Linked DNA regions of Mus musculus: regions 1, 2, 3, 4 and 6 are each linked to region 5. The links are chromatin contacts, called in public Hi-C and promoter capture Hi-C maps. All regions are on one chromosome and are shown on one strand. Each heading gives the region's core, a stretch centred on a gene start, on an enhancer-like site or on the middle of the called end of the contact. The rest is flanking DNA. Distances are from core to core; before and after follow the strand shown.

Region 1 (3,705 bases), core at 323-2,822, 6.7 Mb before region 5:
TTCGATCTGTCCTTCTAAGAAGCTAATGTCATTTCACTCACCCAGCCCAGCAGCTGCCCAGGATCATGCTGCAGCCCCTCAACAAGAACTGCGGCCTCCTCGGGGCTTCCTGGTCGCTGCCCTCGAACCCAGGCCTGGATCTCAGGGGGCAACACACCCAGGAACTGTTCCAAAATCAGCAACTCTATTATGTGTTCTTTGGAGGATGACTCAGGCTGTAGCCACTGGTGACACAACTCTCGAAGCTGGGCCAGTGCCTCTCGGGGTCCCTCAACCTCCTCATAGCAGAAACCCCGGAAACGGAGTCGTGCAGCCTCAGGCTCCTCAAGGGTGGTCCTGGAGTCTCTGAGGGATAGGTGTGGGGTACCCCGAGGAGATGGCATTCTTGTTTTGAAGGGTCTTTTTGGAGGTGACAGAGGGACCTACAGAAAAGGAAGAATGTCATCTAAGGTCAGAAGACACACACCAGACCCCTCCTAGAAGCCGGAAAAGAGAACCCTGAGGCCAGGAGAACTTCAAAGAAGGTCATGGGAGGTGCAGCCCCACAGCAGTTGAGCAGCTGTATTTTGTTTTGAAGATAAATGACTGGGTGGAATGTCCAGGGACCTTCTAGAAAACTGCAAATGACGGGCTCAAACATTTGGGTACAACACAGGGCTCCTGGGAGATGAAAGTGGCTCATCCAGTAGACAAAGGGTCAAGCAGGACACGGAGGGAAGGGGGGTGGGACCATCATCCTGGGTGACCTGGAGCCCTGAGGCTTCAGACAGGAGGCAGACCACTGTGCTAGCTGAAGAGTTGGCTCTGAGACACAGGTACAAGACCTGGGGCAGAGCTGAAAGCCTGGGTGCATTCTCAGGAGCTTATTATGGGTTGGGAGGCACAGCTCGCTGATCGCAGCTGAATTGTGGATGCCTCATACTGCCTCAGCTTACTACGCATGTGAAACCCTGAAACAAAAGCCAAAATCAAACAGCCCCGTTTTGTGTGGAGTTGTAAACTGGAACCTGTGTCCCAGCTCTTAAGATTCTGGTTTTAAATCGGCTCTCTTGGGACATCCGTCCTGCTCTGGAGAAACTCAAGAGTTGGGGTGTCAGGCTCTGACACAGGAAAGGGGTGGGTCCGACGGCTGGGAGGTGCTCTCGGTGATCCGAGGAGCCGGATTATGAAGCTGCGCCCGCCCAGCTAGGAGTGAGCTCACCTCTGACGCGTGGGAGAGCCCCAGGAGGTTGGGGCACTTCCAGGAAGTGACACCGAGCACGTCCCACTGCCACTCAGAGAACGCCCCGCCTCGCGCGTTGCCCTACCAGCCCGGCCAATCCTGCATCTGCTCCGCCGGATCGGCCCCCTTCGCTCGGACTACGTCTCCCGTGAGCCTCAGCAAGAACGACAGCACGCTTCCAAGGCCTCTCACGCGCGAGACTCTTCGCTCCTCTCCTTGGGGTCGCGTTGCTGCAGAGTTCCGGGGGGGGTTCCCACTCCTGACTTGGCAGCCGTTCTTCTCTTGCAACCGCAGCCGTAGGACTCACGTAGGACGGAGCCGACTGTGGGTTAGCCTCCTTACGCATGTGCGCAACGGACCTGGTTTCTATTGGCCAGAGAGGCATCCTGACCAATCAGAGCTAGCGCTCCCGGAAGGACTCTCGCTCCTTGTGTCTCCTAGGTAACAGCTAGCGCACAACTTAGGGCCTCTTGCTGTTCTCTGAGTTAAGCTGTAAGGGTCCCCCTGCCTCGGAGAAGGCCTAGGTGGAGGCTCCTTGGCCTCTTGAGTCCAGACTGTTCTAGACAATCCCGTTGGGAATCCAGGTGAAAGGCGGTGGTGGGCGAGAAAAACTCAGTATGGCCTCCATCGGATCTCCGTTAAGCTCCCTGGATATTGTGGAGACAGTAGGCCTACAGGTGAACAAGTGCTCAGAGGAGGTAACCATGTAATTACCAACCCTCACTAATAGTCTTCAGATAACATTACTGAAAATAAGGACGGAGGTTTCTGATTAAAATTACGAGGTATACTCAACCCTTACTTAGGAGGATGTAGTTAGACAAGATGACTTATATTTATTTTTTTTCTCCCAATGGGCAGTTGATGGCATTTTGTTTGTTTGTGGGGGAATGGGGCCTTTAAAGAATAAAAGTCCTTGGCTGTCCTGGAACTCACTCTGTAGACCCTACTAGCTAGCCTGGAGCTCACTCAATAGTTCTGCCAGTCTTTCTCCCATTCGCTGAGATTAAAGGCATGGGCCCCCATATCCGACAGTTAGAGGCTTTTTAGCTTAATTGCAGATGGGCTTAGTTTTATTTCCACATATCAAGTGGCTGGACTGTGATATAAACCATTCAATCCTGAACTCGATCTGCCTACTTGGGTTTCTTCTGCTACCCAGGAACCTTCTCCTTGGCAGCTACTGTAGAGAGCAGCGGTTCTCTACATCCAAAACTCCTGAGCAGTTCTGTCGGTAGAATTTGTCTTTTACAGATTCTCTGGACACAACTCTCACCACCTACCTATTGAGGAGAAGCGCTAAGGGGGCCTAAGGGGGTTCCCAGAAAGCTCTCTTGGAAACACCTTTGTTCTAGTGCTCACCTCCCTGCTAGGCTGGTTTCTAAGCCTTCTATGTGCCACAGGATAGACCTGGTTGAGTCTTGTGATGGTATACATCTTACCCCTGGGCTTGACATGACCATTACCATCTTTATTTCTCCCTTGTTCAGGCCATTAAATCTAAGACCACATATTTAATAGGTAAACTATCATTGAGCTAGCCCCAACTCAGTCCTTAATTATAATGGTTATATTAGGTTGGCCAATGTAACCATGAAACATTTTATCTTTTGAGGCAGGATCTAAGTTCCCCCAGGTTAGCCTCTCAGCTGTCTTAAAGTAGAGGGCCTGTGGTGACCTACTGACCTAGCTCTTAGGGTAACAAAATAAAATTTATAACAGATAGCTAGGTCTATGGTACTGGGGTGTTCAAGTTTCCTCTTGGATTGGGGAGACATTTTGGTCACCAGTCGTTCTTGCCTAACTGTGTGTGATCTTTTTTTTTTTTTTAAATATTTATTTATTATATGTAACTATACTGTTACTGTCTTCAGACACTCCAGAAGAGGGCATCAGATTTCATTTCAGATGGTTGTTAGCCACCATGTGGTTGCTGGGATTTGAACTCAGGACCTTTGGAAGAGCAGTCAGTGTTCTTAACCACTGAGCCATCTCTCCAGCCCATGTGTGATCTTAGAAATGATAAATTTTAAGGTAAAAAGTTGATTAGGGCACTCAGGAGGCAGAGGCAGGCAGATTTCTGAGTTTGAGGCTAGCCTGGTCTACAGAGTGAGTTCCAGGACAGCCAGGGCTACACAGAGAAACCCTGTCTCGAAAAACAAAACAAAACAAACAAAAAAAAGTTAATTAGGTTTGAGATTCTTCAGTCACCCATCTTCTTGTAAATGTTCCAGCTCTGGGGAGGAAGGGGAGAAGCCTTCCCCAGTGGCAGTGTTACAGCTCTGAAAGGAAAGGTATCCTGGAAGTTGGGAGCCAGGAAATACCACAAAGTCACAATATACAACAAACCTCAGACAAGAGATTTATTGGGAGGGAAAAACTCAGAAGGTGGTTGTATTTCAGGTGAGAAGCAGCAGAGAACTGAGCAGAAAACAGAATATATATATATATATATATATATATATATATATATATATTTCTCA
Region 2 (3,449 bases), core at 589-3,088, 6.5 Mb before region 5:
TTCTGAACCCCCTTCCCCTCCCTTCCCCTTCTCTTCTCCCTCCCCCTCCCTCCCTACATCTGCTTCTTATGACTATTTTATCCCCCCTTCTAAGTGAGATTCAAGCACCCTCACTTGTGCCTTCCTTCTTGTATAGGGAAGTCAGTACAATTTTAGAGAGAGGTATATGCCTCATCTGTATATGGATAGAAGACCGAGTCATGGGCTGTTGCATCTTTCTCATTTAAGAAGCTGTCTTCTCAGAAAACGCAGGCTATCTGACCTGTGAACTTCTGGTGCTTCTGTCCTCTTTCCCATCTAACTGTGGGTGTACTGAAGTCATACAAAGATGTGTGACACTGTCCTGGGCTCCCCACCCCCTTTTTAAAATATGGTTCTGGGAATGGAACTCCTTGTCAGGTTTGCATAAAGCACTTTTACCCGAGGAACCATCATGTGTCCCGATCAAGTTTTGTTTTTGAACACTGTTTCACTTTGGAGCTTTGGCTCATCTGAACCTCACTATGTTGACCAGACTGGCCTCCAACTCAGAGGTCCACCTGCCTCTGCCTCCTAAGTGTTGGGATTAAAGGGATGTGCCACCATGCCCAACAGTTCACTGTGTTTCAAACACAGCTTTATAACCACCAGCACAACCAATGAAGAAATCTTTTATCACCCTAAACAGTCCCTTTTAGCAGATTCTGTTTTCCCATTTACAACTCTAATCTGCTTTTGTTGGTATTATTGTTTTTTAAAGAGACTTATTTATTTCTATTTTATGTGTATGGATGCTTTTTTTCCTGTATGTTTGTCTGTAACCCACTTATGGGCAGTGTCTGCAGACTTAAGAAGAGGACAACAGATCCCCTGGAACTGGAGTTACAGACTTTTGTGAGCTGTCATGTGGATGCTAGTAATCAAACCTTGCTCCTCTGGAAGTGCAGCCAGTGCTCTTAACTGCTGAGCCATCTCTTCAGTACTGTTTTCTTAAAAACAAAAGTTCGAGGCCAGCTTGGTCTACAGAGTGAGTTCCAGGACAGCCAGGGTTACATAGAGAAACCCTGTCTCAAAAAACCAACAAAACACAAAACACAAAACAAAACAAAACAACAAAACAAAACACAAAACATTTTATTTTTTTGTGTTCAAAATGGAGAAATTTAGTTGTAACTTTTTTGTTGGTTAATCTTCATTGTCAAATTGTCTGGGTTCAGAAACATCTAGGATATTGGTGAAATACACCTTTGACACGGGCTTGGAGCACTTATTGTTCTTCCAGAAGATTGGAGATTAATTCACAGCAACTAAGAGACAGCTTACAACTGTCTGTTATTCCAGCCCTCGAGAATCTGACACCTTTTTCTGGTCTTGAGGGCACTGCAGCATGTGATGCAGACATACATGCAGGCAAAACACTCATAAGGGGAAAAAAAAAAAAACATAGCTTACTTCCACTAATGATTGTCAAGAAAAGAGGTGTATTTGGCTGAATTTTAGTATTTTTCACCTATAATCGTGTTTTTGTTAAATTATGCAGTAAATAAAAAATAAGGCTCTAGAACAAAATTATAACATCAGGAGAGTCCTGGAGATGCTGAGGTAGGGGACTCTCATACTCTGAGCCAACCCTCTCAAAAGACAGAATCGTGGTAGAAAATGAATATCCATGAGTCATCAGTAACTTAGTTATAATTCTATAAATAAAGGTGAGGAGACGTTTCTTCCTGATCGCAATGCCTTGCTCCTGCCTCTCCGCAGCTGCAGGTACTGGTGCAAGACTCTCAGATCAGAGTGCACAGCAGTCAGAAGCAACTGAACCTCTAGGACGCGTGCGCGTCGCAGGACCAGGATCTGCGCATGCGCAGTTGTTGCGACCATGGCCGCCGCCGGCATCCTGTAGTGAGTCCTTCCGCGCCTCGGTGCCTTTCTGTTCCTTAGCTTCCCCTCTGAGTGTCTTGCGGGAGGGAGTCGAGGGGTGCTGGAGGGGTGGCGTGCAGAGCGTTTGGGTTTCACGCGGGCCGTGGGAGTTTCGGGCTCACCCGGAGGGTGTGAGCGGGGACATCGCTGTCCCCGCGGGTGTGTACACCCCCGGGTCGGAGGGGTCCCTGACTGGCTGGTGTAGATGCTCTCCGCGCTGCTGTCGGGTGAGGCTGTCCCTCTTTCCTGCTCGTTACTTAGGGCGTCCTTGTCTCGAGCCCCGCTGTTCTCGGAGGTTTTGCCGAGATCCTTTGGGCACCCGGCCCTTCTTATTTGCCGGTTTCAGGCTGAGTTGGCTGCCAGACTCCAATGAGCGACGGGGCTGTTTTCCATGGAATCTTCTAGGTGGCTTTCCCTTAACTCTGTTGATACTTGCAAAATCAGTCAATCAATCAATCAATCAATCAGCCTATCCGTCCATCCATCATCTATTTAACTATCCCTCCTCCCCTCCCCAGGGAGGTTCATGTATCATCCCTCCTTTGCTTTGTTCCTTCTCTAGTTTGCTGTTTCTTCCTTGGTTTTCAATGGTTTTATTTCCCTGGAAAAACACACTTTTGTTCATCCTCCTCCAACAACTTTTCCTCCATTCTCCCCCTGCCTTCTCCTAGTCTTCTAATTTGAAAGATTTCACACCCACAGCTAAATTGCAGGCATAATTTAATAGATAATGACGAAACCATCCGGGTTATCACGTATTAACATTTTGCTACATTGGCTTTTCCTTTCTTTTAAACACATGCCCACTATAGTTTACACACATAATGAATGTAGCACAGGCAGGCATGATAGTGTGTGTGTGGGCTGGGTTACTAGAAGTAATACTTTGAATATTCTGACACTACACATTGAAATTCTTTAGTGATGATTCTCTTTAAAATGTGAACCTTGCTTTTTTTTTTTTTCCTTTTCCATGAGCAAAGGAGAATGGGTATCCTACCATCCTCCCAGTGGCCACATGAATGAAATTAATGTTAATCTTGTGAGGTTGGAGAGACTCGGTGGTTAAGAGCACTTGCTGCTCTTCAGAGGACTTGAGTTTGGTTTCCAGCACCCAAGCTTTGGGACTTATAGCACCTGTAGGTCCAGCTCCAAAGGATTTACCCAGGTATCCAACGCACTGTTCTGGCTTTAGAGAGTGTCAACACATAGGTGACATTCACTCATATGGACACACATATACCAATATGTAAAAAGAAATGTTTCAGAACAAAAGTCTCTGCCAACAACCTTAACTGCCTGTTTAATCCTCAAGAGGACATGGAATTCCATGCCCCCACCCTGATCTATGATAGAATGTTATTGGGACCAATCATTGTATAACTTATATATATATAAGTTTAAAAATTTTTTTTAAAACTGCATTGTGCCAAGGTTCATTCCAGGATCATGTGTGGCATTAAGTTTGTCTTTTCAATCACCTTCAACTATTAATGCTATTTCTCTTTGATAATTTTGTAATTTTAAAAAAAGATTTATTTATTTTATGT
Region 3 (3,752 bases), core at 453-2,952, 6.7 Mb before region 5:
CTTTGTTCTATCCATCAAGTATGCATTTTAGTCAACCAAGACAGAGGCAGTTCCAACAGCCTACAAATCCAACATACCTGTGGAGCGCACAGTGTGGTCCTTGGTGTATTTCACCCGCTGGTGAGCCTCCACACAGGTCTCACAAAGTGGTTCAGAGCACTCCACACAATAGCTAGTGGCTGGGGCATTATCTTCACAGCTAGTGCAGCACTGTGAGTGATAGAAAGGTGGGGGGTTAGAACAGGCAGACCTAACCCAGCAGACCTGTATTTACTTGCCAGTAAACACAAGCTAAAATTCATACAATGCACTCAAATCTGTGCCGCCCTCCCAGACACTGAGACCGCATAAGGATACAATCCAAACTAGTGAAGATGGTGAGAGGCTCTGGAAAAGGTCACGCTTCCCTCTTCCCCAAGATTTCCCACAGGACATACCTGGTTAGCATCCTGGGAATCAGAAGAGGCCTTACTGCCACTATCACGCATAAAATAATTCTCCACGATGTCTTTGGAGTAGCACTGCTGTTTGCACACTGGACAATCCACCACTGCCAAGATAAAAATGGGAATGCATGCACACCCTCTGATTTCTTGACATCTCCCATCACATTCTGCACCTCGGTGTCCAGACCTGGTAACGGGCATTGGCAGAGGCCAGGACCCGTTCCCCGCCCCCTCTTAAACCAGCAGGCCTACTTAACCCTACCCGGGCCCCCATACTCTCGCACAGGCGCAGTCCCGAGCACGGGCTGCGAGGAGGGGGAGGGGCACCTGGCCACCCAGTACTCACTAGCGCCGTCGCCCGCCGAGCCGCCATCCCCCGAATTATTCGCTGCGGCGGGTGTAGCGGGGCCCAGGCAGGCACTGCAGGCCGAATGTAGACAGGGCAGCAGCCGAGGATCCCGCTCGGGCCGCAGGCGCTCGCGACACACGCCGCAGTGCTCCAGAAGCTCCTGCGCCTCGCCACCGCCCCCCGCAGGGGACGACGCGGCTGCAGAGGCCGCCGCGGCTGAGGAAGCAGCCGGACGCTTCTCACCGCCCGCCGAGCCCTCGCCCGACCCTGGGCTACCAGAGGCCGCCGAGGCGGCCGTCGCGGCCGAGGCCGCTGCAGTCGCTGCCGCCGAGGCCGCCATTCACACGCCGCCGGGGGGGTGGGGGGGCCGCCCAGGGGAGGAGGGGCACGGAGCCCGCTGCGCAGGCGCAAGTGCGCTCGCCGCCAACGGCCAGGCAGCCGCCGATGCCGCGAGGCCGAGCGCCGCCACGCGTCTCCTGGGCCGACGCCCGCCGCGCCCCAGGCGCTGTCGAGATGCGGCCAAGCCGCTGGCTGCGGGCCTCTGTACAGACGACGGCGCCGCCACCAGCGCCGCCTCCTCCCTCGCTTCTGAGACACTCGCGCCGCAAGACTTGCGAACAACCGCCTGACCGCGCGCCGCTCGCAGAAAGAGCCGCGGCCTGGAGGCGGGACAGAAATATCTGGCGCCGACGACGCCGCGCACGCGCGTTGGGCACCGCAGCCTGGGGGCGGGGCGCAGATTACGCACGCGCCAGGGCCCTCCCTTCCACTCGCTGCCGCCCCTCTAGATCCAGAGTAGCAATGCTGCTGGTGAGGAATTCACCCGCAGAGTGCGTGCTTGACGTCTCCCATGCCCACCGCACGGTGCACCCAGGCTGGCAACCCGCGTGCTTGAGCGCGCAGGTCCTGCAGAGCCGAACCTTAGGCCCCGCCTCCTCAGCAGGCGTGGCGACGTCTGCAGCGGCAGCCTGGCCTATAGTCGGGGAAGAGGGGCGGGACAATACAGGGTGGGCGGGGCCACGGCAGAGCAAAGCGCCGGAGCCCAGGTGGAGGGGGTGAGGGGGTCTTTGCCAGGAAGTTCCCGCCGAACGTGGAGGCGGTCTTAACCCAAACTTTCTTATTGTTAAACTCGGGAAGCAGAAAGTTGTCCAAGTCAAACCGCAGATCACAGAGAGATACTGCGAAGCCATTCTGTAAAACTCTGCCCAGTCCTTCGAAAGCCCCTTCTGTGTTAGTCCTCTGCTATACTGATTTTAGTGTGATTTCTTTTTTCTTTTTTTTTGTGTGTGTGTTAGGAGAACTGAACATTTAACGCTAAGGAATTAAAGTTGGATCTGATTGATAAATCTTATCTGAGGGAGAAATAAGACCTGGGGAGGAATCTTGACTGAGGAGCTGGACCTAGGTTGAAGAATCTGATCTAAGGTAGAGGATAGCAGGATCAAGTGCGGCTAAGCGTTTCATCTCAGAAGCAGGATCAATGTGAAAAGGCAACCTGTCCCCCTTCCCAAACACTGCCGTGCTGAGAGTGGATGCCTCTGCAGCCTTGCAGTGCACTGGCAATCCGTTCGCCAGTCTGGATCTGGGCTACAGTGAGTTGTTGCCCGCAAGCAGTTCCAAGGCTCTCAACGGCAAGAGGCTACCCCTTCCGCGCGGAACCAGGTGTTCACCCACGTGGCAGCGGAGAGACGAGGAGTATCCCGCCACTGTCCCGGGTGTGGCCTTTGTTCCCAATCAGGCTGGGGGCCCAAGGCTTTGCCCCGCCCCAGCCTTTGTTCCTTCCTCGGCAGTTCAGCGCTCACCCTTCGGCGGGCCACGCCCCCACCAGACCCAGCCTCTGGACTCTCACTTCCTACCTCAAGAAAGGAGGGTATGATCTGGAAGCTGGCAAAGCAAGCACGGGGTTGGGGGGCGGGGGGAGTGCGGGCTCCCCGTAGAAATATTTGCGGAGTATTTTCACGGACTGCTGGGACTGGACTCACCAGGATAGGGTGCCTGTGAACCACGCCTACCTCAACCCCGGGAGCAGACTTTAGGGTACCAGAGACACAAGGGCAAAGTAAATAAGTGATGGGGCCTGGGAATTTGAATGGGTGGCAGACCGCTTGCTTGCCTAGGCTGTACGAAGCTGTATCCCCACCACACCAGAACCACGGCAAGGGGTGGGAAAGAGCGGTGATGGAGGCCTGTGAGACGGCTCAGGAACACTTGCCACCAAGCCTGACCACATGAGTTTAATCACCAAGACCCCAAAGTACAAGGAAAGAACCAACTCCCTCAGATTGTCCTGACTTCATGCTCAGTCTGAGGCACGTGTGCGCATTCACTACACATGCGATTTAATTTTTTGTTGTTTTTGTTTTGTTTTCAAGGCAGTTTCTTTGTGTAACATCCGTGGCTGTCCGGGAATTCGTTCTGTAGCGTTCTGTAGACTCAGCTAGCCAACTCACAGAGATTCACCTGCCTCTGCCTCCTGAGGGCTGGATTAAATGCTCACACCACCATGCCTGGTGAATTTTTTAAAAATAAAATAATAATTATAGGTATTGGTAGAAGTAACTATCCAGACACTGTCCCCAAACAGGAAAGAAAATTTAGACAGAAGCGAGCTAAGACTCTGAGGTAGGACAGACAGATGCGGTATAATGCAGGTGCTTGTAGAAGAGTATGAGTCCAAGTATAGCCTGTGCTACATAGTGAAGTCAAACTGGATACATACTCCACCACATCAACCAATATAGTAAAATAATAATAATAGTAATATACTATCAGAAAAGGGTTGGAGAGATGGCTTAGAGTCTAGGAGCACTTGCTGCTCTTGCAGAGAGCACTGTTTTGTCCCAGCATTTTTACATGGTAGCAAGCAAACAACCATAACTCCATAGTTCCAGGAGATCTGACATCTTCTTTTGACCTATGTGCACCAAGTACACATGTTGCTAGCATTCCTTCTAGGC
Region 4 (3,660 bases), core at 1,068-3,567, 6.8 Mb before region 5:
CCTAAGGGTGAAGACCCTCAAGATGTTGGAGATGGTGGGAATGCAGCACATGGTGTGGCTGCTGAGAAAAGACACAGATAATAAGTGGAGCCAGCACGAGAAAGAGACCACCTGAGCTACAAACAGCAGGCCCTCGGGGCTGCCCAGGAGCCACTGAAGCGCAATCAAACCACTGCAGCTTGCTGGACCTGATGCTACAAGATTTATTGTTTTTATAATGGGGCTCCAGCTTCAGGCTGGTTCACTGCTCAGTGCTTTCTCTTATTTCTCCCTTTTCCGGTGTTAACAGTCACCACCCAACAACTGGGAGGTAAAGGCAAAAGGGTCTGGTGTTCAAGCTCAATAGCTATACAGTGAGCTAGAGGCCTACCTAGGCTACTCCAGACATTACCAAAAACAAAAGACTGGGCACAGTGGCCATAGCACAGGTCCTTGGAAGGAAGAGCAGGGTGATCTTTAAGTATGAGGGTACTCTGTTTACATAGAGTTCCAGGATATCATAGTGAAATCTTGTCTAAAATAAATTATTTTTAGATTAGAACCACAACTCTCAAGGATGTGTCAAAAACTTATGTGTTGCAGGATATCACACTGTAAACCCCAAGGTTGTGTTATTTATTGGGGTTAAAAAAAAAACTGTTTTTAGTTGTGGTGTGGTTCCGCCATAGCACACACCTTTAATCCAAGAGCTTTCTGCTTGAGTATTGTAAACAGGATTAAATAAAGTCAACCATAGGTCAAGAAGCAGAACAAGAAGCCAGTTGACAGAGACTGAACATAGACATATTAAGAAACACACACATACACACGCACATGCACACGCACATGCACACGCACGTGCGAGAGAGAGAGAGAGAGAGAGAGAGAGAGAGAGAGAGAGAGAGAGAGAAAGGGAACCCAGAGGACAGATAGACATTCAGAAAGTAGAAGTGGGGGAGGACATTCAATGTGAAGGTTTCTTGGGACAGAGAGAGAGATTTGCGGTGGAACTTCAGCTGAGAAAGAAGGTCACCTGGGTGCTTTTTCTACCTCTCTGAGCTAGGTTTTCACCCCAGCATCTGGCTTCCACTACCTCAAGGAAAACAGAAAGGTAGCAAAAGGTAGTTTCAGGAAGATGCAACAAATGAATCTAAATGAATCTGAAATAAAACAAAAGGTTAGGTGTAGGGATAAAGAGATATTTAGCTACCTTCCAGGTGATGGCTGGGCAGAACTCATTTGCAACCTGTCAGCTTCTTTTTTTGTTTGTTTGTTTGTTTTGTTTTGTTTTGTTTTCCAAGACAGGATTTCTCTGTATAGCCCTGGCTGTCCTGGAACTCACTCTGTAGACCAGGCTGGCCTCGAACTCAGAAATCCGCCTTCCTCTGCCTCTCAAGTGCTGGGATTAAAGGTGTGCGCCACCACGCCCGGCTACCTGTCAGCTTCTTGTAAGTCAATTTCTACCAGAATAGTGTTACGACTTCAATCACAGATTTAAAAAATGGGGGAGGAGAGGTAATGTTTAAGTAGTCAGGTGTCGCAATATTGTTTGGTAAATGATGCTAGGAAACTAGAGGACTGGTCCCCGTCCTCTTTCTGGTGTGTTGTCATTTTTTGTGTGAGTTTTCTCTGAAAATGTTTCCCCCACACGCACATCTAATTTTTTGTTGCCATCCCTCAGTCTTTGAAACCTATCAGTCCGTTTTACCGTATCTCTATTAACATCTTTACTATATCTCTAATTTCTCCCCACTTACCTTTGTACTCTGGGTTGGCCCCTAGAGTTTCGATGTCTCACTTTCCTAATCCCAATCCCTTTCTGCTTCTCTCTTCTTCCTAAATTTTCTGACATGACTCAGGTTCTAACTCTGATTCTAATGACTAACCCTCCCCCCTTTTCATTCATACCTATGTGTGTTCACTTATATTCAGTCTCTCCTAGCATCCAGTCTCCCCCTCACAATTTTCCCACCCCTCTCATCCTCTCCCCCGACTCTGTATGGGGCTATCTCTGCCTTCCTGTATAGACATCTCGTTGGGTATTTGTGTCCCTGTCCCTTCCCCTTGGCTTCGCCACAGATCCTGACCTTTCTTAAACCAAGTAGTGCGGTCGTTACCTAGGATACCACCAGGTTTGGTCCCTTAGTTACCATGGAGTCCCGCTCACTCCTACCCACCGCGCAGAAATACAAAAGAGATCCGGTGGTGCTGCGTTTGCGCACCCACACAGCACCCTCCAAACTACGACTCCCAGAAAGCATTTTGCTAAGCCTTTCTTTCAGTGGTTCCGCAGGTAGCCCAGCGGACGCTCTTTTTCGAACCCGTCGTTGCCATGGAGACGGGGAGACGGCGTCCTAGTGAGAGCGGTGATTGGTGCAGAACCCTGCAAATCCCTGGAAGGCCGGTAGAGAACTGACATTTAAAAAAAAAAAAAAAAAAAAAAAGTGGTGGGGGCATGCGCAGTCTGGAAGGTGGTGCTTGAATCCGTTGCCCCCCGAGAGGATTGTGCACGTCGTCGGGGCCCTGACGCCTGAATTCGTGGCCGGGAGTGTGGGAAGAGACGTCCAGGAGTGCGAGCTGATTATTGCAACCAGCGCAATCCCCTAGGGACGGGAAGAAGGGTAGAAACGGAGGCTGGGGTGGGGGAAGGGCAGAAGGGCTTGGAGCTGCGCGCAAAGCAGTCTGGGATATGTAGTTTGATATGGAGCAAGCGAACGAGAGTGCGCATGTTCACGAGGGCACAGCCTCCCTCGGAGCATTGAAGGAAGGCTGGGAGTCCCTTCACCTCAAGGCCTAGGGAGGAGTCTGGGTAGAGTGGACTCTGGGATTCCAGCTGTCTAGCTAGACCCGGAGCGCCGGTAGGGGGTCCAGGAACTCCCAGCAAACCGGCCCTGTGCTGACGCGCTACCGCGCTGATCGCCACAGGTGCCACGGCGACCGGACACATTGGCACCCTAAAGCGAGGATGCTCACTTAGACTTCTGGGAAATGTATTTCCGGAACCTCTTCTTGCTTTATGGCTGTTCCAAGTTTCTCTCAGGGTTTCGAGTTGACTTAGCACCCTAAAGAGCAGAGGTGTAACCCACAGAAATCAAGCTGCCTCTAAGCTGATGCCACTGCAATAGTAAATTTAGATTTTCACAAAGTCCCAGTTGCAGAAAGTATCATGGGAGAAGTCAGTCCTTTTTACAAGTGAGGAAACTATAGCTGACATAGGCACAGCAAAAGTAGTACCCTTGCAGACTGTTGGTCTAATGAGTTGAGAGCCTTTAAGGGTACCCAGAAGTCCCAGTCACCTCCCAACCAACTAAACTAGAGAGCTGAAGACTTGTATCGCTGTTGGATGTGATGAGTTGGCTTCTGGTATTGGAGATATATGGAAACCTGTTGGCCTGAGAGAAGCTGAGATGGGGGATTGGGTGGAGTAGGGCTGTCCCCTTGATACCACATTGGGAAAGGAATGTTGGGGCCTGAGAGAGAGGCCAAGTCCAAGACTGGGTAGAAAACATTAAGGGACTTGTTTGTTCCACCGCAAAAGGCTGTCCACAGGGACTCTTATTGGGAGTCCAGGAGGAGGCAGCAGTGGTACTGATGTCTGGGTGCAAGTAGAGATGCAGCTATAGAAAAGAATAGGATGTAGGGAAGAGAAATGTTTCTAAGCTTAAGCAACAGCCTGTATTT
Region 5 (3,642 bases), core at 956-3,455:
GCAGGAGTTACGGTTACCTCTCTAAGAAGGTAGCCATAAGCTGACATCTGAATGTGAGCCACAGGGTACAGGGAAGACACTTTTCCAGGTACAGCCAAGGCCCTGTGCTAATGAAGCCCGGACTTGATGTGTAGAGAGATATAAGAAGGCTGTGTGTAGCCAGAAGTGGGAGGGGTTGGGATGGGGGTGGAACGTGCCCTTAATCCCAGCTAGGACTATACAGAGAAACCTCCCTCACACTTGGACATCCTACCCCACTACCCCCCATCTCCCCCTCCCACCCCCACCCTCTGGCAAAAGAAAAAAAATGGCTGTGTGCTAAGACAGAGTGAGGTGAGGAAGGCTTGTGGAACCAGATCAGGAAGGTGACAGTGAGCAGTTTCTGTGATAAGATATAACTGGGGGAAAGGTGAGAGGAACTGAGCAGGAGAGAGACTAATCAGACTTTCTACTTAACAAAATTTGGAGGTGGCTACACGGCATAAAAATGGCTTTGGTGACTGTGGAGAAAGCAAATGGTGTACTAGAGTCAGTCATTAGGCAGCTATCTCCAAAAAAATGTGGACAAAGTGCAGCCAGTAGGGACTAAGGAAACCTCTTTACCCATGTGTCCACAGGAGTCTCCATTCTGAATTTAAGAGCAGTGCCTGTGTAGCCCTGTCGTGGAAATCTATTTGTAAACCAGGCTAGACTTGACTTCACAGAGACTCACCTTCCTCTGTCTCCCATGGGCTACTGTGTGCTAGCATTAAAGGTGTCTGGCCTGAGGCCCTTCCCACTCCCCACCACTCCTCTACTGAAGCCTTCAAGCTACCTTGATAAGGAAGACACCCAACAGGTTCCACAGGTCAGGGTAGGATGCAACTTTCCCGCAGGACCATTCTTGGGCAGACACCAAGAAGCCAGGTTGCTTGCCTAGGGATAAAAGGAGTCTGGAGGGTGTGTGCACCACTGCTCAATCCAGAACCTCTGCTAGAGGTGAAAGACGGCCAAATTCCAAATGTAGACACTAAAACTCCTTTGGAATTCACCACTACAACCCTACCTGTACACAGGCCAACAACACAACAGCAAACCTCCACCGTCAGCACTACAACAAAGGCCAGACTCTACACCGCACTCAGTATGTCCCAGGCATTGTACAAGGCATTTCACCTGTATTATTTCACAGTCCGTTTAGCCTTTCCATCAACACTCTGATGAGCGCCATTTATCCCTTTGTACAGAAGGAAAAGTCTCATCCTTAACAGGTTCAGTTTCCCAGACTAGGCCATCACATCTCCTCCTCTAGAGGAGCCCGTTGCCACGGTAACAAATGAGATGAGGCACGATCAATCACACACTGGCACACACTCACAAAGCCATTGTCATCTGATGGCTCACTGTATCTCTAGACTTTGATAAATAACTTCATCAGCCTCTCTCTCTCACACACACACAAACACACCCGCCAACACTCTCACACCAGCACAGCTAGTGACATAGAGATACTCAGAACTGTGTGCCCACACCCTTGGGCCCCTCTAGCCTGCGGTGGCCTCCTTTCCCACTAGGACCTGTACAGTCACCTGTCCCTGGGCCCCACAGGCCGAGTGCCCTCAGACTATGATAAACAGCTCCATCAGTCTATCACACTCACACACAAGTACAACCGAGATGCTCAGAACTCTGTTCCTACATCCACTAGCGGCCCCTTGTAGTGTCTTCCTTTACACAGGGCACACTGGTCACATCACGCAGTTGGTGGTATTCGCACCTGTTTCTTGGGGCTCACAGGCCTAGTCGGTCTCTCCCTCTCCCTTCCCCCCTCCCACTTCCCTTCTCCCGCGCCCCCCTTCCACTTCTCTTCTCTCGCGCACACACATATACACACGTGGAGTCTCCTGAAGGATTCTCATACTGTGTTCACCCCACAACAAACAATATACGCCAAGCATACACGAAGCTTCAGGCGTGCACCCGAATCAACTCAGATCACCAGAGCGACCCACGCAAACAGGTCTCTGTCTCTCTCTGTCTCTCTGTCACACACACACACACACACACACACACACACACACACACACACACACACACACGCTATCAATCATTCCCACTGAAGGAAGGCTCGCAGTCACCAGACCCCCTCACCTGTCTCCCTGCTGCGTCCTCCGTCTCACAGCTGCCACAGAACTGCTAGCAACAGAGCTCCCGCGCCTGCGCACTCGCCTCCCAGACCCCCAGGGATCCCTTCAGGGCCTCTCCCCGGTCCCCCCGCCCCTCCAGAAGGACGCAGGCCAGTGCGGCCCCGCCCCCAGGGCTTCCCCCGGAGCGCGGAGCCACGCCCCCTGACACGCAACTAGACGCTGCAGTCGCAGAACCCCGGAGACAGCGCGAGGCCACGCCCTCAATAATTTGGTTGGCTATTCTGCCGACCCGTGTGCGCCCTCCTACGCTAAGCGCTTTTCTAAGGGGTTCGGCCAAGCTCCCGTTAGAGTCCATTCAGCATGCGTCCTTTCCGGGATGCTTCTCCTAGCGTTCCACACCTCGGACTCACTGGGCTTCCACGCGCCTTACGCCGTGCGCAACCGCGAGCTTGTACCGCCAACCTCAGGCTTTGGCAAGAGACTAAGGATATCCACGCCCAAAAGGGTGTTTCCATCCTCGTTGTCGCCTGTCTGGAGACCTTGTGACCCTCAGAGGAGAGGACAGAGTTTCTTCTGTGGCTGTTTAGAAAGCCATGGGGGAAACGATGGGCACGTGAGAAGAGGAGCGTTCCACCTTGGAGTCTGATTGAAGACTCTCCACAGCACAATTCAACACTTATAAGGCCGTACTCCCTCCCAAACTATAAACCTGAAATTTTCTAGGAACTCAGTATAAATCTCACGTAAAGGGGAAAGGCCTGCCCTAAACCTCTTGAGCAACCCTAATGATTTCTGGTCCTACCTTATCAAATTATAACTCCATTCAAGCCACTTCCGGAGTCACTTTACATCTCACCAAGTAGAAAGAGAATAGGGGTAATACTTGAGGAAACCCTAGGCTCAGTGAAGGACAAGGAATGACTCTCGGGTCGCACAGCAATCACCAGGATAAGGGTAGACTAGACACCAGACCCTGTTATGGCATCCCTTAGCAAGAACACAGTCATTGGTGTGTGCACAAGTGAAATGCTGTCAGCTGCACAATTCAGTATACCCAACCTGCGTATAAATATAAGTGCCTAGAGAAAGGGAAGTGACTCATTTAGATCTTCAGTCAAGACAGTGATGAGCGTCAACTGTGACATCTGAATGGTCATGTGGGAAACAACGGCACTACTGAGCAAACACAGCATTTCATTTCACCGATGGGAAAACTGAGGTTCCAAGCACATTGGACCTTACCTGAGGCCCCAGAAATAGGAAGTAGGAGGGAAGCACAGAGGTTAAGTTCTACACATCATTTCTCTAAAGGGGAAACCAAGAGACTGAGAGAGCCCCAGTCCAAGAATGGGGGTACAGGGTGGGAGGCTCCAAAGAAGAAGTGTGACTCAGATTCTCACAAGTCTTTCAAAACCTCCATCTATCCAGGAGAAACTATGATGTTACTACCAAAAGAGGCAGGGAATTCGTTATCTTGGAGACCAGAAAGGGTGAGACTAAAGGTTGCATTCATTTC
Region 6 (3,812 bases), core at 1,261-3,760, 7.0 Mb before region 5:
CCAACTTGGCTAATAACCCTGGGAGGCTTGCCCTTTTTCTGAAAGAAAATGGAAGAGGAGTAAATTGAGAGGAGGGGCTAGAAGGAGTAAAGGGGGGTATTCAGAAAGGATGTAATCTATGAGAGAATATGAGAGAAAAATAAAAATAAATAAAAAATAGAGAGAGAGGTACCCTGGAAGTGCTAATCTTGGGAGAGCCAGACTGAGAGTAACATCAAAGGAAACACAGCTGACCATAGAGAGATAGACCAGGCAACATTTTGGTAGATGGATCTAACCAAGCCTACAACTATGGAAACCAAGTGCCTTCCTCTTTCACATTCTTAAACATGAAACATCGCATTAGTACACAGGCTATGAACTAGCACTGAGGCTGTCCAGCGCACTGAGGGAGGTTTAGTGCATGTCTAACTTCTGTCCGCTAGATATCAAAAGCAGATTACAGAACCCCTAAACTGTCAGAACCAAAAATGTCTCCAATCATTGCCACGTTTCCAGGGGGCAAAACTGATGACTGAAAACTACTACATTAGGGATCCACAGCCTGCAATTAATTAACTAATTAATTAATTTTTCCCATTTTCTAGACTACTCAACACTAGGAAATTTCAACTTCAGGTCTCCCTCAAGGTCTTCTCAGAAAAGGCAGCTATGAAGCAGAAAACCCAGGGTTTTAGAGAATGAATTATGTGGACACTCCCTCTTGCAAGGAAGAGGGATGGCAAGAATCAGGAAGCTCAAAACACTGAAGAGGCTCAGAAAGTTGTAAGACTCACTAGCCCCTCCCCAAGGTTTACATAAGTAGTTCAGCAATTGCTGAGGGTGAGGGGTCTCTTCAGTGGAATTGCCTGCAGGTTGAGCAGATAGCTCCAGGGATGCAACTTTCAGAAGTCATCACCCATGCTGAAGTGAGCTTAGGAGTGATGTAGTTGCCTCTGATGCATCAGCTTTCCTATAGGTAACACCATATAACTCAATTGTTTTACTAAGCTAAATTTTGGTGGAATCATTTCTTTGGCTTGTCATCAATGCCCTTATCTGGGGTGAATGTTAGCTCTCATTTTCCCAGGAAACATCACAACACAAAGTGCCTTGAGCATGGCAGGGGCCTTACATAATACTTCTCTGCATGTTGGCAGCAGAAGTCTCTCCTTTCCTCTCTTGCTCTTTTTTTCTCATCAGTTGTACCTGAAAAAGAAATCCAAAGACCAGCTAAGGATATTGGCTGTGCCAGAGACTAAGACTTGGGGGAAAGGGGAACACAACTCTTAAGGAAATAAAAGAACAAGTGTATTCAGGGACTGCCGAGACGGCTCAGTGGGTAAGAGTGCCTGCTGTTAAAAAGAGAGAGAGAACATGAGTTTGAATCTCCAGCACCCATGTTATAATAATAATAATAATAATAATGTCAGGCAGGCATGGTTGTACATGCCTGTAAACCCAGCATTATGGGATAGATACAGGTGGATCTATCTTAATGGTGACTGCTCTCCATAGAATGAGAAAATTTTACTGACATTTATTTTTTTTCACATTTTTATTCTTTGAGAGTTAAGTTTCGTTATCTGCCCCCTTCCCCTTTATATTACTGAAGATAGAACCCAGGCAGGGTCTGTTGCTGCTAGGAAAACACTGTACCACTAAGCTATATCTGAAGCCTTCCTTGGCTGCCAAATGCCAAAGGCCAGCTTCCCTTTCCAAATGTCCATCCTCACCCTGACAACTTCCCTCTGTCCTCCCTGTTCAAGTTTCTCTGCCTCTTCAACTCCATATACACTAAGCAACAAGACCTGACCCTCCCCTAAGTGTCTGCAGATCTCCAGTCTTATCCCATCCGTGCCCCTTCTGGCAGCCAAGCTCACCTTTTCCCTGGCTCCTGACACTCATCGCGCCAAGCTTCTCTAGTCTTCAAATCGGACCACTATCTGACCAATGACGTCACCTTGCTTTCATTACAAGCGTCCCATAACACCAAGCATCCCACACCGATTGATAGCAGGCGTCCAGGGTGAAACACCACACTCAAGCCTTCCTTTCCGGCCCCAGGCCGCCCCTCTTCTCTTGGCGCCACTAATTCTGATGGCCACGCCCACCGCCAGGCTTTCTCCCTAGTCACGCCCTTCCAAGCCGCCACCAGTCCTCCGCAGACACCAAAACTCCTGCGGCCTTGGTCAACCAGTCAATCAGTCAGCCAGTCAGCCAGTGGCTCTCCCTGTACACGGCTCCTTGCTGCCCTCTCTCCTGCGCCCTCGGTCGCCGCGACGTCCCCATTCCCGTTCCGCTGGCCGCACCCGGAACCTGCAAAGCTCACTGGCGACAAGCGCTCGGCACTCTCGCCGACCCCAGCCCCAAGCCCGTGCCCACGTCCCCACTTGCCTCTCCAAATCACTTTGCCGGACGCCGCCACACTCGCTCACTCGCTCGCTCGCTCGCTCAGAGACGCAAACCCGAAATCCCCAAATTCGCGCCACACAGATTTCGCGCGCACTTTGGCGGGAGGGGGCGGAGACGAGCAAGGGCGGGGGCCTGCGAGTAGCGCGTGCCGCAACTATCGCCCGGAGGCTGCTGGGAGTTGTAGTCTCTAGAGCGTGAGGCAGCCTAGAAATGGGACAGAGTGGGGAGAGGGAGGGGCGCTGTCCCGCACAGCATGCTGGGAAGCGGCCCCAAGCCTGTCCTCCCTGTGGATGAGCCGGTGAGCCTGCGAGGTCGTAAGGGTGACAGTCGGGGAGAAGAGAAGGGTTGGTGGAAAGCCACCTTGCCAGGCACTAGGGGAAGAAAGGCGGGATACCGCGCGGGGCATCCCGGGAGCAAGGGCCGGGCTGGGCTTGGGCGCGAGGCATTGTGGGAGGTGGACGCCGCTTTGGGTTGGGTAGGTGAGTTGAGGGGGAGGGGGCCGGAAGGGTGCACAGCTTTAGGAGTGGAGAAGCACCGCTATGTGGGATGGTCAGGCCGGGAGGAGCAGCGGAGAGACAGGTTGAGAGAGTCTCGAGAGGTGGGAACTGGATAAAAGGGGCTGTGCAAGGGACAAGAGGCTCAGCGGGACGTGGGGGCCCGGGGGAGCATTAGTAGTGAAGAAGCCCATCTGAGGACAAGGCGCCGTGTCCAAAACGAAGATACACATTGAGAATAGTAGCAATTTCTGGGAAGAGGGGACTGCAACTTGGCCCAGGAGGAGAATAAGTCTTAGGAGTATGGACCAAAGATGACTATTGGTGACACTTCTGAGTTGAATTTGCCACAAGTGGGCCACACCCCTGTAGGCGAATGATCCCTGACTGGACATGGGCAGCACATCTGGAGATAAGAGCATCTCTGGGAAGCAAAAAACACAGATCAAAGTAGCAGTTCAAGGCAGTCATATCTGAGGGGCAACAGCTGCACATTTGATACACCTAGGGAGAAGAAAGGTGTATGAGGATTATGACTGGGATGAGAGATTCATGCCTTAGCTATGAGAGTAGATATGAGTTACACTCAAATGTAGACTTGTGGGAAAGGGAGCTACAGATGAATGGGACTACTAGATATTATCACCAGGCATAGGACTCACATCTGGAAGAAGGAGAAATCTTAGCAAGAAGCTGGGAATACATTTGCAAAGATGCTCACAGCTGAGCTAAAGGCAAGATATGTAGAACTGATTCCATTTGTACCTAGAGGTCACATCTAAGGCAACTGGAACTAGGATTGAAATTGATTAAATGCCAACTGAATCTGGGAAGGCAACAGGTGAACCACAAAAATGGGATGGAGATTCCTATCTGGAAAGCAAACAATGAAACCACTTTGATTTGTCTGAGACGTACCTGAGG

Evidence for each region. Promoter capture Hi-C pulls out the DNA fragments that hold promoters and counts their contacts. A called contact is a pair of places that touch in the nucleus more often than the background predicts.
Region 1: a contact with region 5 is called in a promoter capture Hi-C map of pre-B cells. The contact joins the promoter of Zfp446 here to the promoter of Zfp667 in region 5. A contact is called at or near these places in 4 of 39 promoter capture datasets (cranial neural crest, frontonasal cranial neural crest, pre-B cells and 1 more) and 1 of 9 other capture datasets (pancreatic islet).
Region 2: a Hi-C map of B cells shows a contact between it and region 5, with 6 read pairs. The contact joins the promoter of Zfp329 here to the promoter of Zfp667 in region 5. A contact is called at or near these places in 3 of 39 promoter capture datasets (cranial neural crest, pre-B cells and second pharyngeal arch cranial neural crest) and 1 of 484 Hi-C or Micro-C datasets (B cells).
Region 3: a promoter capture Hi-C map of second pharyngeal arch cranial neural crest shows a contact between it and region 5. The contact joins the promoter of Trim28 here to the promoter of Zfp667 in region 5. A contact is called at or near these places in 3 of 39 promoter capture datasets (cranial neural crest, pre-B cells and second pharyngeal arch cranial neural crest) and 5 of 484 Hi-C or Micro-C datasets (B cells, CD4 T cells, CD8 T cells and 2 more).
Region 4: a contact with region 5 is called in a promoter capture Hi-C map of pre-B cells. The contact joins the promoter of Mzf1 here to the promoter of Zfp667 in region 5. A contact is called at or near these places in 4 of 39 promoter capture datasets (cranial neural crest, frontonasal cranial neural crest, pre-B cells and 1 more) and 2 of 484 Hi-C or Micro-C datasets (CD4 T cells and Th1 cells).
Region 6: a Hi-C map of rod photoreceptor shows a contact between it and region 5, with 3 times the contacts expected there. The contact joins the promoter of Lig1 here to the promoter of Zfp667 in region 5. A contact is called at or near these places in 3 of 39 promoter capture datasets (cranial neural crest, pre-B cells and second pharyngeal arch cranial neural crest) and 2 of 484 Hi-C or Micro-C datasets (CD4 T cells and rod photoreceptor).

The regions. Positions count from the first base shown.
Region 1 is chr7:12,975,715-12,979,419 of GRCm38.p6, reverse strand. Zfp446 (zinc finger protein 446) reads right to left here and starts at 1,572. Exons shown (of 6, transcript NM_175558.4): 1 at 1,308-1,572; 2 at 42-422. The coding sequence starts at 1,568.
Region 2 is chr7:12,817,249-12,820,697 of GRCm38.p6, reverse strand. Zfp329 (zinc finger protein 329) reads left to right here and starts at 1,838. Exons shown (of 2, transcript NM_026046.3): 1 at 1,838-1,881.
Region 3 is chr7:13,022,102-13,025,853 of GRCm38.p6, reverse strand. Trim28 (tripartite motif-containing 28) reads right to left here and starts at 1,702. Exons shown (of 17, transcript NM_011588.3): 1 at 793-1,702; 2 at 438-550; 3 at 78-210. The coding sequence starts at 1,135. Gm31649 reads left to right here and starts at 1,265. Exons shown (of 1, transcript XM_006540453.4): 1 at 1,265-2,146. The coding sequence starts at 1,309. The coding sequence ends at 1,854.
Region 4 is chr7:13,053,421-13,057,080 of GRCm38.p6, reverse strand. Mzf1 (myeloid zinc finger 1) reads left to right here and starts at 2,317. Exons shown (of 6, transcript NM_145819.2): 1 at 2,317-2,600.
Region 5 is chr7:6,285,143-6,288,784 of GRCm38.p6, reverse strand. Zfp667 (zinc finger protein 667) reads right to left here and starts at 2,205. Exons shown (of 5, transcript NM_001024928.2): 1 at 2,131-2,205.
Region 6 is chr7:13,277,524-13,281,335 of GRCm38.p6, reverse strand. Lig1 (ligase I, DNA, ATP-dependent) reads right to left here and starts at 2,510. Exons shown (of 29, transcript NM_010715.3): 1 at 2,377-2,510; 2 at 1,115-1,188. The coding sequence starts at 1,131. Zswim9 (zinc finger SWIM-type containing 9) reads left to right here and starts at 2,615. Exons shown (of 5, transcript NM_177312.4): 1 at 2,615-2,692.